Linked DNA regions of Canis lupus: region 1 is linked to region 2. Evidence: chromatin contacts called from public Hi-C data. All regions are on one chromosome and are shown on one strand. The core of a region is the stretch at or near the end of the contact, and the rest is flanking DNA. Distances in the headings are between cores, read along the strand shown. Region 1 holds the start of KIF16B (kinesin-like protein KIF16B). Region 2 holds the start of SNRPB2 (small nuclear ribonucleoprotein polypeptide B2).

The links. Hi-C and Micro-C count contacts between places; a contact is called where the count stands out from the background.
Region 1: a Hi-C map of blood shows a contact between it and region 2, with 2.8 times the contacts expected there. The contact joins the promoter of KIF16B here to the promoter of SNRPB2 in region 2. A contact is called at or near these places in 2 of 9 Hi-C or Micro-C datasets (amygdala and blood).

Annotation. Positions count from the first base shown.
Region 1 is chr24:6,647,207-6,652,869 of UU_Cfam_GSD_1.0, forward strand. It overlaps KIF16B (kinesin-like protein KIF16B), which reads left to right and starts at 2,408. Exons shown (of 30, transcript XR_005377522.1): 1 at 2,408-2,524.
Region 2 is chr24:6,503,566-6,509,440 of UU_Cfam_GSD_1.0, forward strand. SNRPB2 (small nuclear ribonucleoprotein polypeptide B2) reads right to left here and starts at 2,207. Exons shown (of 7, transcript NM_001251968.1): 1 at 2,143-2,207; 2 at 178-267. The coding sequence starts at 241.

The sequences.
Region 1 (5,663 bases), core at 1,158-3,657, 140 kb after region 2:
ACCTTTACGTTTTATGACTTAGAAAATGAAAATGGTTCTGGGTTTGGATTTGATATCTGTAATTTCTGTCTCTGAGACTATTATGCATTTGTTTGAAAACTAGAACACGGGATCCCTGGGTGGCGCAGCGGTTTAGTGCCTGCCTTTGGCCCAGGGCGTGATCCTGGAGACCCGGGATCGAATCCCATGTCGGGATCCCAGTGCATGGAGCCTGCTTCTCCCTCTACCTGTGTCTCTGCCTCTCTCTCTCTCTGTGTGACTATAATAAATAAAAAAAAATTAATTAAAAAAAAAGAAAACCAGAACACTTATTTCTGTTTATTGGCTCACTGCTTGACTCCTAAATTCAACTTAAGTTCCATGGTGTAAAACACCCCCCAAGGAGATATGAAGTGTACCCTGTGATAGATTGCTCAAGGTGGGTACTTCTAGCACATAGGAAAATAGGTGAGCTTCTAAGATGACAGTTGTATCCTACGTTCCAATTAAGTGTGCCCGTCGTCTGCTGTTTATCAAGGTTTTTAAAGAGTCATATTTGTGAGAGTAAATCAATTTTGTTTTAAAGGCTAGGGGTGAAATACGTAGTAGGGATATTGTATGTTTCCCCTCCCTGATGATGATATTTTAAGACGATTCAAATATTTTGAGGCGAAGTGAACATTCTATTCTAGTGTTATTTCACTTTGAAACGAAGAAGCCAAGAGTCAATCACTCACAACTCTTTGGCAGTAAAGAGATTGCTAAACATCAGAAAAAGGAAAAAGAACAAATAAATGAAGACCCAAATAAACTACATCCAAACAAGCAAAATACTCCCCTAATCCCACCGCAGTGTCCCTCTCTGGGTTCTTGAAGACTTTCTGCCCCTAGGTTTTGTGTCAACCGGCAAGGTCACAGAAGGTCGGTGTGTTTACAGGCCTGTGGGCTGCTGGAAATAAATCAGAGAACGAAATAATGAATTAAAACTCACAACCAATCAACCAATAAAACCCCAGGCACATCACCTCGCTTCAATGAGTTAAGCTACAACTCCTCCTGCACAGTGTGATTTGCTGTCCTTAAAAACCGAGCTCTGGCGCTGCAGGGCGTGCGCCCAGCTCCGGGACCCCGCAGGGGCGACGATCCCAGACGGGGGCGAGGATCCTGCCTCCGGGGAGGCAGGCCCGGCCTGTTGGTCCCCGAGCAGCTCCCACATGAGGCGGACCCGCCCCCGTCTGGGGTGGCCAGGGCCGCGCGCGGGCTCCCGGCGGCGCCTCTAACCGGCCGGCCCCGACCGCGCATGCTCGGGCGGCCCGGTCCAGCGGCCCGCGCTCCGCGTTTTCCTGCAGCTCGCCGTGGTCAAATCCGCACCCAGCTCTGTGCCCGCCAAGCGGGTTAAACTCGGGCTTTTCAGGGCCCTGCAAGCAAATGGGGAGCTGATTCCAGGCTAGCCGCGGGGATCTAGGGAAGGCGATGATATAATGATTTCATATCTGAGTGGGTCACGCTTGTCAACATTATCTCACTTAATGCATTGACCAACTCCACGGAATTGGAATTGTTTCTGATTTGCCGTAGGGCCAAAGCCTCAGAGGTACCCAGCGATGCAGCCTGGAGGACGCCCGAAGCTGGGGTTCGTGTAGGAGCGGGGGCGCAAAGCCAGCAGTCCAGCCTCCACGCCCTGTGGCCTCTGTTACAGCTCGGCCTTCTGGATGAGCGCTCTTGGCCAGCCCTGTGCCCTTCGGCTCTCGCTGCCCTGGGAGCCTGAAATACCCTAAGGGAGGGAGAGGAGTGCGGGCGGTCCTGAGAAGCATCCCTTCTGAGCCTTGGCTGGATGCTGCAGCCAGGTGGATCCTGAGGGAGGGGCCAGCGGGCCCAGACGCCCCTCCAGGCAGGAAGGTGGGGTCCCGGGGCTGGGCTGGGCTGGGCTGGGCGGCTGGAGCTGAGGGGCCCTGAATTGGGCAGCAGGAGGGAGGTAGAGCCCCGGGGAAGGCTGTGGCTCACAGGTGGCTCCTGGGTGCGTGAACAAAGGCACGAATGAATTCACGTTCTCCAGGAAAGGGCCGGGAGGGAGAGGGGGGAGACTCGGGGAAAGAGGCTGGTTCCGCCCTCCCTTCGTAGGCCCAAGCGTTAGAGAGAGGGTCGCTCTCACCCCCAAATACGTTATGACTGAAACGGAAACAACAAAAAAACTAAACTACGAAACTGTAACACAAGTGTCACAAAGTCCAGTGAAGATCTGATTTCGGCCAGTGTAGACACTCTGGCCCGCATTTTTAAGTATTCGGTACCCTTTTGATTTTTGTTTCTTAAGCTTTTAAAACATTTATTCAGGAGACAGAGGAGAGAGGCAGCGACACGGAGGGAGGGGCAGGCTCTGCGCAGGGAGCCCGACGGGGACCTGGGCCCAGGGCGTGACCCGAGCCCCAGGGGCCCCTCCCCGCCTTTCGTTGACTCCTCGGATGCCTGAAGCGAGGGGAGGAGACGCGAGCCTCGGCTGGTCGCCGCGGAGCAGCAGGGGCCTGGGGGAGCCTCCCGCAAACTGGTAATGTCCGCGCCTCGGGCCCCCGCACCGCCGGGTAAGGCCCCGTCCCCGCCGAGGGCCGAGCCCCGGGACCGAGGTGTCGGCTGTAGGCCCTGCGTTGCTGCGGCCCCTTCCCCTCCGCCCTCCTCCCCCGTCCTTCGGGTGGTCCCGCGGGGCCGCAGCTTCCCCGCAGTCCCCCCCCGGGCCCCTGCCCCGAGGCGGGCCTCCCCGACTGCGCTCCCCGCGGGGCTGCGCGGCCCTCCCGGCCCCGCCCCTCCGCGCCGCCCGGCCGCCGCCAAACCCCGGCGCGCGGATCCCGCGGGCCGGAGCCGCTCTGGGCATGCTCAGTGGCCCGGCAGGTGGGGCCGCCGCGCGCCGCCAGGTCCGGCTGGGAGCCGCCGGGCGGGGGCGGGGCGGGGCGGGGCGGGGCGGGGCGAGGGAAGTGGGCGGGAGCCGAGGGCCGAGTCGCGAGAGTCGCCGGCGGCCGCGGGGTGCGGGGCAGGTGGGAGCCCGCGCGGGCCGGGCCGGGCCGGGCCGGGATGAGCAATGGCATCAGTCAAGGTGGCCGTGAGGGTCCGGCCCATGAATCGCAGGTGAGTTGGGGGAGGCCACAGGCGGCCCCCGGTGCGTCCCCACGCGGGGGAGCCTAGTCTCCAGCTCCCCGCCCTCGAGGGCCAGCCTGGACTTGGGGTCACGGACGGCCCCTGGCCCGCTGCTCCCTGGCTGTGGCCTCTGGGGGCCTGGAGCAGCACTTCGTGCCTTGCTGTCCCCTCACGCTGCCCTGCTGGGGACTCGGGGGGTCGGAGTTCACGAGGTCACGAGAAGATTTGTGTCCCATTAACTTGTGCAGGTTTGCGTGTTGCCCCTTTTCAGAAGCATCCGGGGATCACTCCCAGGGAGGCGGAAAATCCTTGGGGCGGGGGCGTGGGTGGCGGCGGGGCGGGGCGGACTCTGCGGGAGGTCACGGGGCCGCACCGCTGCCAGGCGAGCGCCCCTGGTCCTCTAGGGCACAGTGCTTTCAGCTGCTTAGTGAGAGAGGATTTCAAATCCCTGAGTGTGAACCCTGACTTCCAGTCAGTAACTGAGCAATTCTTCACGTTCAAGAGTGGATGGGAAACTTTAGCTAAGTTTTCACTTTAGGGGGGAGAAAAATCAGGGACACTCAGGCACACGTGTCTGAAACCTGCTGGCGTTCACAGAGGGGAAGGGTCATTAGCACAGAATCTAATCTCGGGGTTTTCTACAAAGTAATGCTTTTCAGAATGATTTACTCTTTATTCATTGAAAAATAATCTGTGCTTCCTTCACAATGATCTCTTTATAATCAGTTTAGAAAGATGCTTTACAAGATGCTTTACTTTTTAAATTGGTTTAACTTTAAAGAATGAAGTAGAACCAAATGGGATGTGTCCTTCCGACTTGGCAGGCCTAGTTCACACAAGGCCTTTTGTTTTTATTGGCTTCTCAGTCCAGTTGGACGTTTGACCTACCATGTGGCCTTTCCACTTTTTCATATAAACTTGTGGAAGTCATTGTTTGGTAGTTCTGAGAGCTGTTTGGGGCATCAGAAGATCATAAAAATCAATGATTGATCAATGAATGATCTTCTTCGACTCACCTAAATCTGTTTTTTTTTTTTTTTTTTTTTTTTTCTGGCTAGTATTATTATTCTGGTTGGTATTTACTGGAAACCAGTGCTTTTGTCATTTTCAAGTTACTTTTTTTTTTTTTTTAATATTTACTTGAGAGAGAGATAGAGTGAGAGTAGAGGGGAGAGGGAGAAGCAGGCTCCCCACTGATCAGGGAGCCCAGTGTGGGGCTCAGTCCCAGGACCTGGGGATCATGACCTGCGTAGAAGGCAGATGCTTAACAGACTGAGCCACCCAGGTCCCCCATTTTTAAGTTATTTGTAAGGCTTTTTAGGGAAGGAGTTTGATTTTTTGGAGGTCCAAAGAGAATATAGATGTTTTTATGTATATTCAGGCATACAAGACAGACTCCAGAGTCATTTAGATGATTTAAAAAGATTTTTCTTTGTTCTGAATTTATGCGTAGAAAGAAGTTCCTTCCTCTTTTTGGAATAACATGAACATGTGCTAGAAGATTGTATTGAGTAATTTCAGAAAGCACCTACCAAATGCACAGCATTGTCCTGTGTGCTGCATGGGGGATAAGGTGAATGAGGTTTATTTAATGAGTGTCTTCTAAGAGCCTACTACCTAATCGGGAAGGGATTGCATATTGGCCAGACTCTCCTAAAACATAGGGCTGGTTGGGAGTGATGGTGCAAGCGCAGCCCTTTGCCACTGTAGGCCTGGATCCCAGTTATATGGAGAGACTGCAGAAAACATCCAAAAGTCATGTGCTTTGAGGTGGTAGATTGAAGTGATGGTTTTTGGGCTTTCAGTAGAGAACTCTGGTGGTGGCATCAGGATTAGGGCAAGACACAAGGACGTAGCAGTCTGAACCAAAGGTGGGAATGGGAAGGCTAGATAGATACACCCATACAGTTTACTGGCAGAATTGAGAGGATTTTGCATATCCTTGGATGGGAAGGAGGGAGTAGGGGAAAAACCTAGAATTGTTAACTGAGGTTTGATGGTTAAAGAGGTGGAAGAGGTTTTGGGGAGGTGGATCGTGAGGTGAGATGTATTCTTTCTTGGATATGTAGGGTCATATGAGATGCAGTAAGTGTCCAGAACAAGCACAGTGTTGTCACAGAGTGAGTGCGCCCTCGTGTTGACCCTGTTGATTATCTGAAGTGTGAGGAATGCAACTGTCTCTTTGGTGGTGTTCAGTAGACTGTTAGAAACATGGGTTTAGGTCTCAGGTGATTTGAGGACTGACATTTGGAAAGCTTTTGTGCATTGATGACAGTTTAAGAATGTTACAGTAAGGAGATTTCTCAGGAGAAAATATGTATAAAACACAGATCTATATATATATGTATATAGATATATGTATATATAGACACATGCACACATATATACGTATGTGTATATATAGCTAAAAGATAATGTTATGGTGAAAAGAATTGGATACTGGGCTATCCTTTTCTTTAGGATTCTAGGGCGAAGATTGGCTTGCTCTTCATAGAGAACCAGCACAACAAATTGTCATGGTAGGGAAAGGAGAAATGTCTCTTGAAGGAGGAGATGGT
Region 2 (5,875 bases), core at 957-3,456:
TCAGTCCCTATTTTTGTTTTTAAAAAGCCTTAAAATCCTCACAAAAAAGGAAGAAGATATTATTTCAGGTACTGACAAAGATTACTACATCAGAAGTTTTCAAGCAGCACAATTTTTAAGATGCTAGTAATTAAATGCACTTTGGTTGTAAACAAATGTTTTTTTAAAAGCACTTACCTTCTTTTTTAATTTTGTCATTCATATTGTTAATGTAAATTGTATGATTTGGTCTGATATCCATGTTTGCAGTTAAACTGTTCAAATTGCCTAAAAAGACAGTAAATACTGTTATAAGCAGAGCATTCACACACACTATGTAAGGATACAACACAGGGATCTACACAATTTCCTTTCAATCCCAAATGTCAGAAAATTCCAGTTTGTCAGTAGTCTTTAAAACCTCTCCAGCACTTGCTACTCCTCCTTCTTAAACAAAACAGTTCTCAGGTTCAAAACATGGGTGGAGCCCAAGTACCTAGGCAGATTTTAATAACATTATTTCATCCAATACATTTATTTTCATATTTATTTTTCACTTGCAACAAGCAATAGTTTCTTCACCTGCCTAACAAAATAACGTTTTTAATGAAATTATTTAATTCACTTATTTTTTTAGGTAGGCGGAACCCACCTTGGGGCTTGAACTCACCACCCTGAGATCAAGATCTGAGCTGAGATCCCAGAGTCCAATGCTTAACCCACTGGGCCACCCAGGTGCCCCATTTAATGAAATTATTTTAAAATGCCGTCTTTGGATTTTAAGAAAAATGAGAAACAAACTAGCAAATCTGCGCCCAGTAAAAATCACTAAGACAGACTATTAACGAAGTTTACCAAGCAATACTTAACGGGTCCGCACTTAGAAAGTGTTTTCACCCCTACTAGATTTACAGACACCATCACCAGCTGTCCTGACTCTAAGGTCAACTCTAACCCACTTGAAATCATGGGGCTCAGATAGAGCGGTACTGCATGCCGGTTAGAGCTCCGATTCTAGTACCGACCTCATCTGAATTCAAATGCTATCTATGTTTATTCCTAGCAGCTTGACAGCGGGCAAGTTCCTTAAACTCTCAGGCCCAAAGCTGTAAAATGGGGCTGGTTTCACAGCATTTACCTACTAGAACTCGGAGACAAAATGACAGGCGTCGCAGCAAAGCTCTCACATGGGCAGTGAGCACTTGGAGTAGCGGCATCAACGGCTAGTGGAGGGCCTCAGCTAGTAAACAGCAGGGCTGGGCATTCCGCCCTCGTCTCTTCGTCGTTTGCACTTTTCTTGCACACACACACTTTGCTGTTTCATTTTTCACCTTGTTTTTAGTTGCAAACCGTGACTCTGCTTTATTTGCTTGGGTGCCCCACATATTCCTTCATTTCACCATTTTAAACCCACCGTCTGTGAAGAGTATAGAAAACCTACAGGGGGGCGGCGCGGCTGGCTCAGAGGTTTAGTTAGCGGCTGCCTTCCGCCCAGGGCGTGACCCTAGAGACCTGAGATGAGTCCCACGTCGGCTCCCGGCATGAAGCCTCCTCCTCCCTCTCTCTCTGTGTCTCTCATGAATACAGAAATAAAATTTTTTTTTTTTTTAAAAAAAGGAAACCCATAGGGAAGAAGCCTACAGGTCGGCACTGCATTTGTTCGGGAACAAGGGAAAGGTAACGCTTCTCAGGCTTGCGACCCTCTTACCTGAAACCTGGAAAGGCTGGGGTCACGGAAACAAGCGCAATGTCAAACCGAAGGCCGGGTTCCCAACGGGGAGGCTCTGAAAGACCTCGCGCGAGGTTCAACGGCGGTGTGCACTGGGTGAAGGGCACCTGGAGCCAAGGGGCCTCCTGCCTCTCCAGCCACAGGCACGGCCGGCCGAAGCCCCAGGACGCGGCCACGCGGCCAGCTACCCCGCCCCGCCCCGCCCCGCCCCGCCGGAGACAAGACTTCTGAATCCCAGGGCCTCACAGGACCCGCGCGTCGGTTTCCGACTCCCCCCACCGTCTCGCCAACCCTCCGCGAACCCAGGAGGGGACGCCTGCAGCCCCGCCACCGGCCGCGTCCACTCCCTGATCCCACGAGCGGGCGTCAGGCCGAGGGGCGGCCGGCCACCAGGGGAGCGGAAACAGAGAACCGGAGAACGCGTCCCGACTCACCGGAGGCCTGCGCCGGTCCCGGGCGAACCGAAGGCCGGAAACGGAGCCACTACCGGAAGTTACGCTCCACGCGCCTCAATCGAGCGCCGGCAAGCCGAGCAGTCGAGCTCAGAGTCGATCGATGCGCTCCCGCTCCAGGGGCGGCAGCTGGGAATCTCCCTGCGCATGCGCGGGCGGGAGGGGTGGCTGGGGACTGGGAAGAAGCTTACGCGGGCGCCCGGGGTCCTGCCGCGGGGGGGGGGGGGGGGGGGGGGGGAGGGGCGGTGACTCCTTAGCGAGCCGCGACGTCGTGCCCCCGTACCCTGCACGAAGGAAAGACCCGGTATGGTTTTGCAGGCGGCTCCTCCTGCCAGCCGCGCGGGAAGTTCGTGGGCTTCGCCCTCCTCAGGGCTCGGGGGCCGCGGGGCTGACTTCCCTTTGCGAGCGGCGGGGTCCTCGGCGTTCGGGGGCTGAGCTGACCCCGGGCCGGCTCCGGTGCGGCCTCCCCCGCGCTCACCCGCCCACCCGCCGCGGGAACCACCTCCCGAGCACAGAGCGCCCGAGCCCCCTGCTGCACTCGCTGGGTGGAGGGAAAAGCTCCTTACCAGCCTCCCCATCTTCGCGCCCCGCAAAATGCCCAGAGTGTTCCAGGATGATACGAGTTGTTGATGCTTCACTAAATGGGAATCCGAGAAGTACGTGCAGTCATTCCTCTACTCCCCAAATGCGTGTGAAGTAGCATCTGCGGTATGGGACGGCTGTTCTAAGCCAAGGGGAATCTAAGCCCGAGTCTTCTGATAGACTTTTTTTGAAAACGAAATTTATTTCACTAGCAGAGAAGTGGATTTAGTGGGGAATGGCAGGGAATTGTAACCTTCAAGACAAGCAAGGTACAGTCAGACCATTGGTGAACCCCACAAACACAGCCAGGGAAAGTTATCTTTCTGGAGCAGAAGGAGGAAATTGGAAGGGGTCGTTCTGAAGGACAATCCACTGGAAAAAAGCAAGATCTCGGGGTGATGAGGGTTGCTCATCGGCTGACCGGCAGAGCTCATGAATTCCTTGGAGGAGATGCGGTGTGCATCTTTTTTCTGCCGGGCCGTGTAAGTGAGGATCCTTCACCAGCGGGGATTCTGTAGTTTGGTCTGTAATCGGAGTTTGTGACTGGCAGTTCCTCCTGTCATTGACATTGAGTGGTACTCCCCTCTCTAACCTCCCCAGTCCACTTTAGTGAGGTTTCTCTTTATTAATTTTCCTACTTCTCCTTAAGTACTCTCTCGGAGCCTCCTCTCCTCATCTGTAAACTAAGGATCATAGTAGTACCTCCTTTTGGAGCTGTTGTGAGGATTAAGTGAGCTAGCTAGATGTAAAGTGGTGAACACACTGTCGGACACAAAATAAATGTTTTATGTTATATCTAAATTCTGGTTATGATTTGTACATATGAATGAAGGAGCCGAATAGGTTGGGTTTTTAAATGGGGATTTTTATTTTTAAGATTTTATTTACTTATTCATGAGAGACACAGAGGGAGAGGAAGAGACACAGGCAGAGGGAGAAGCAGGCTCCATGCAGGGAGCCCAACGTGGGACTTGATGCCTGGACCTGGGATCACGCTCTAAGAGGAAGGCAGACGTTCAACCCCTGAGCCACCCAGGCGTCCTGGGGATTTTTATTTTTTAAAAGATCACCTGCCCGCCTTGCCACCCTTGGAGGGGCTGGCACACGTGGCTCCTAATGGGGAGACACAGCCCCCAATAAACCAGCCTCTCCCCCTGAAAAAAAAATAAAAATAAAAGATCACCTGAAGTTGCAACAACTTGAAAATAATGTACACTTCTTAAAGGTGGAGATTTCTGTCTACTTTGTTCACTCAAGTACCCTAAGTAACTGATACTCAATAAACATGTATTGAATGAGTGAATGAAGCTTCATGGAAAATTAGGCAGCACTAAACAAATGTGATAGTCTACAAAGATGCACTTAAGTGTAGGACATGATGATACACAATCACAGAAAAGCATTATTTTCATATGTATATTAGAAGAAATGTAAGTAGTTCTGTCTTAGTTAAGGAAATATGAGTGAATATAAAGGGCATATTCTTAACACATTAAAAGAGAATATAAACTAAATAAAATGAAAATAATTTCTGAATAACAAAGGAAGAGCTGCCTTGCACATTACTATGGGCATCTGAACAATTAATTCATTCCGTTTAATGCTACTGAAGATGACCAAACTATTTCTCTGAAAATAAGCTATAACCTGACAGTATTATGCAACTGTTTCTGGCCAAGAACTCATCATAACTATTGAAAGAGAATGAGGTAGGACTTTGCAAAGATGAGAAGAAAATACCACAGAAAACACAGAGAGCTAAAGACAGACTATGCAGCACGTTTCATTAACAACTAAATAACAGCTACTATACATTACTCCGTAAGAAAGAAATCATCTAATGCCAACTCAGTGACAATGATTTGCAGGCTATTTCCCAGGTTCTTTTAAAAAGAATTAGTGCATTTTGCCTGTCCTTGGGCAGTTGCTCTGGGCTTTCCGATAGCCTATTAAGGGTCCTCCATAGTTTCCTGAATGATTTTGAGAAACCAGTAATTGAAAACAGGAGTGAGAAAGGAATGACGGGGAGAGAGGAGCTTTTCTGGTTTTGTGAGAAGCCTTGCCTGGCCTGGTTTATAGAACTATGTTAAGAGCATTAGAATATCTAAACCTTGGTCAGATGTATTATAAGGCAGCTGAGGCTGGACACCTGGTTCCTGGACCTACTTTAAAAGCATAAGCAGAACTATAGTTGCGTTAGTTGCGTTATTAACTCAGCTCCACGTTCCATTTTGTTCCCTACTTATTTATCTTTTCTGTGCCTCTTATTAACCATTAACTTTGCTGTTTCCACTCCCACCCCCTGTTTACCCACTGATTGTAGTAACCCAACGGGGACCCTATGATGCTAACATTTGTATTGAACTTAACTGCTTACCTGATTGCCAGGTCCCAAAGGGGGCTTCATTGTCTGAAAGAAGGCATATCTCCAGATTGTTTCAAGGCCCCACCCCCTGGTCAAGTTTTCAAGAAACCTTCACCCTCCTCTGTGTACTCACCTCCTTCCCCAAGCATACAAAAGCTGTCCCTGGGCTCAACAGTACAAGGCAGCTTTGGGAATGGTCCCCTGCCTTCTCCTTGGGCTGCCCTTCTGATAACAAAGCTCTCCTTGCTTCAGAGTTGGTGTCTCAGACATCGGCTGGCTGCGCATCAGGTGCCTGGACCAGTTTGAGTTCTGTATCACAACTGTCATTCCTTTAGAGCTAAATTCACCTCTTGAGGGTCAGATCAGGAATCAGTGTCAAAATCTTACATGATTTTCTAAAATAGTAGAAGAGCAAATGGTATTCCTCGGAGTTCTGCTCAGTCTAGTCTCTCACGTTCCAGTTAAGCAACATGATTTACGTTCCTGTGGAACAGGTTTTTTATCAAACCAAACCCAGAGGCAGCGCTATAACACCTTAGCCAGGCTTTACGTGTCTACTAATGATGAAATTCACTTATTTTAGCAGTAGCAGAAGAATGTCTACAAACAATTGGGAATAAAACTGTGTCAAGACATCTAACTTACAAGGATGATAACTGAGGTGTCTCTTAGTGACTCAGAATACACAAATATTTACTTACCTTATCTGTACATGTTTTATGTCTCTCATTAAATGTTTTCAGGGTCTTGCTGCAGTAGTTCTGAGAT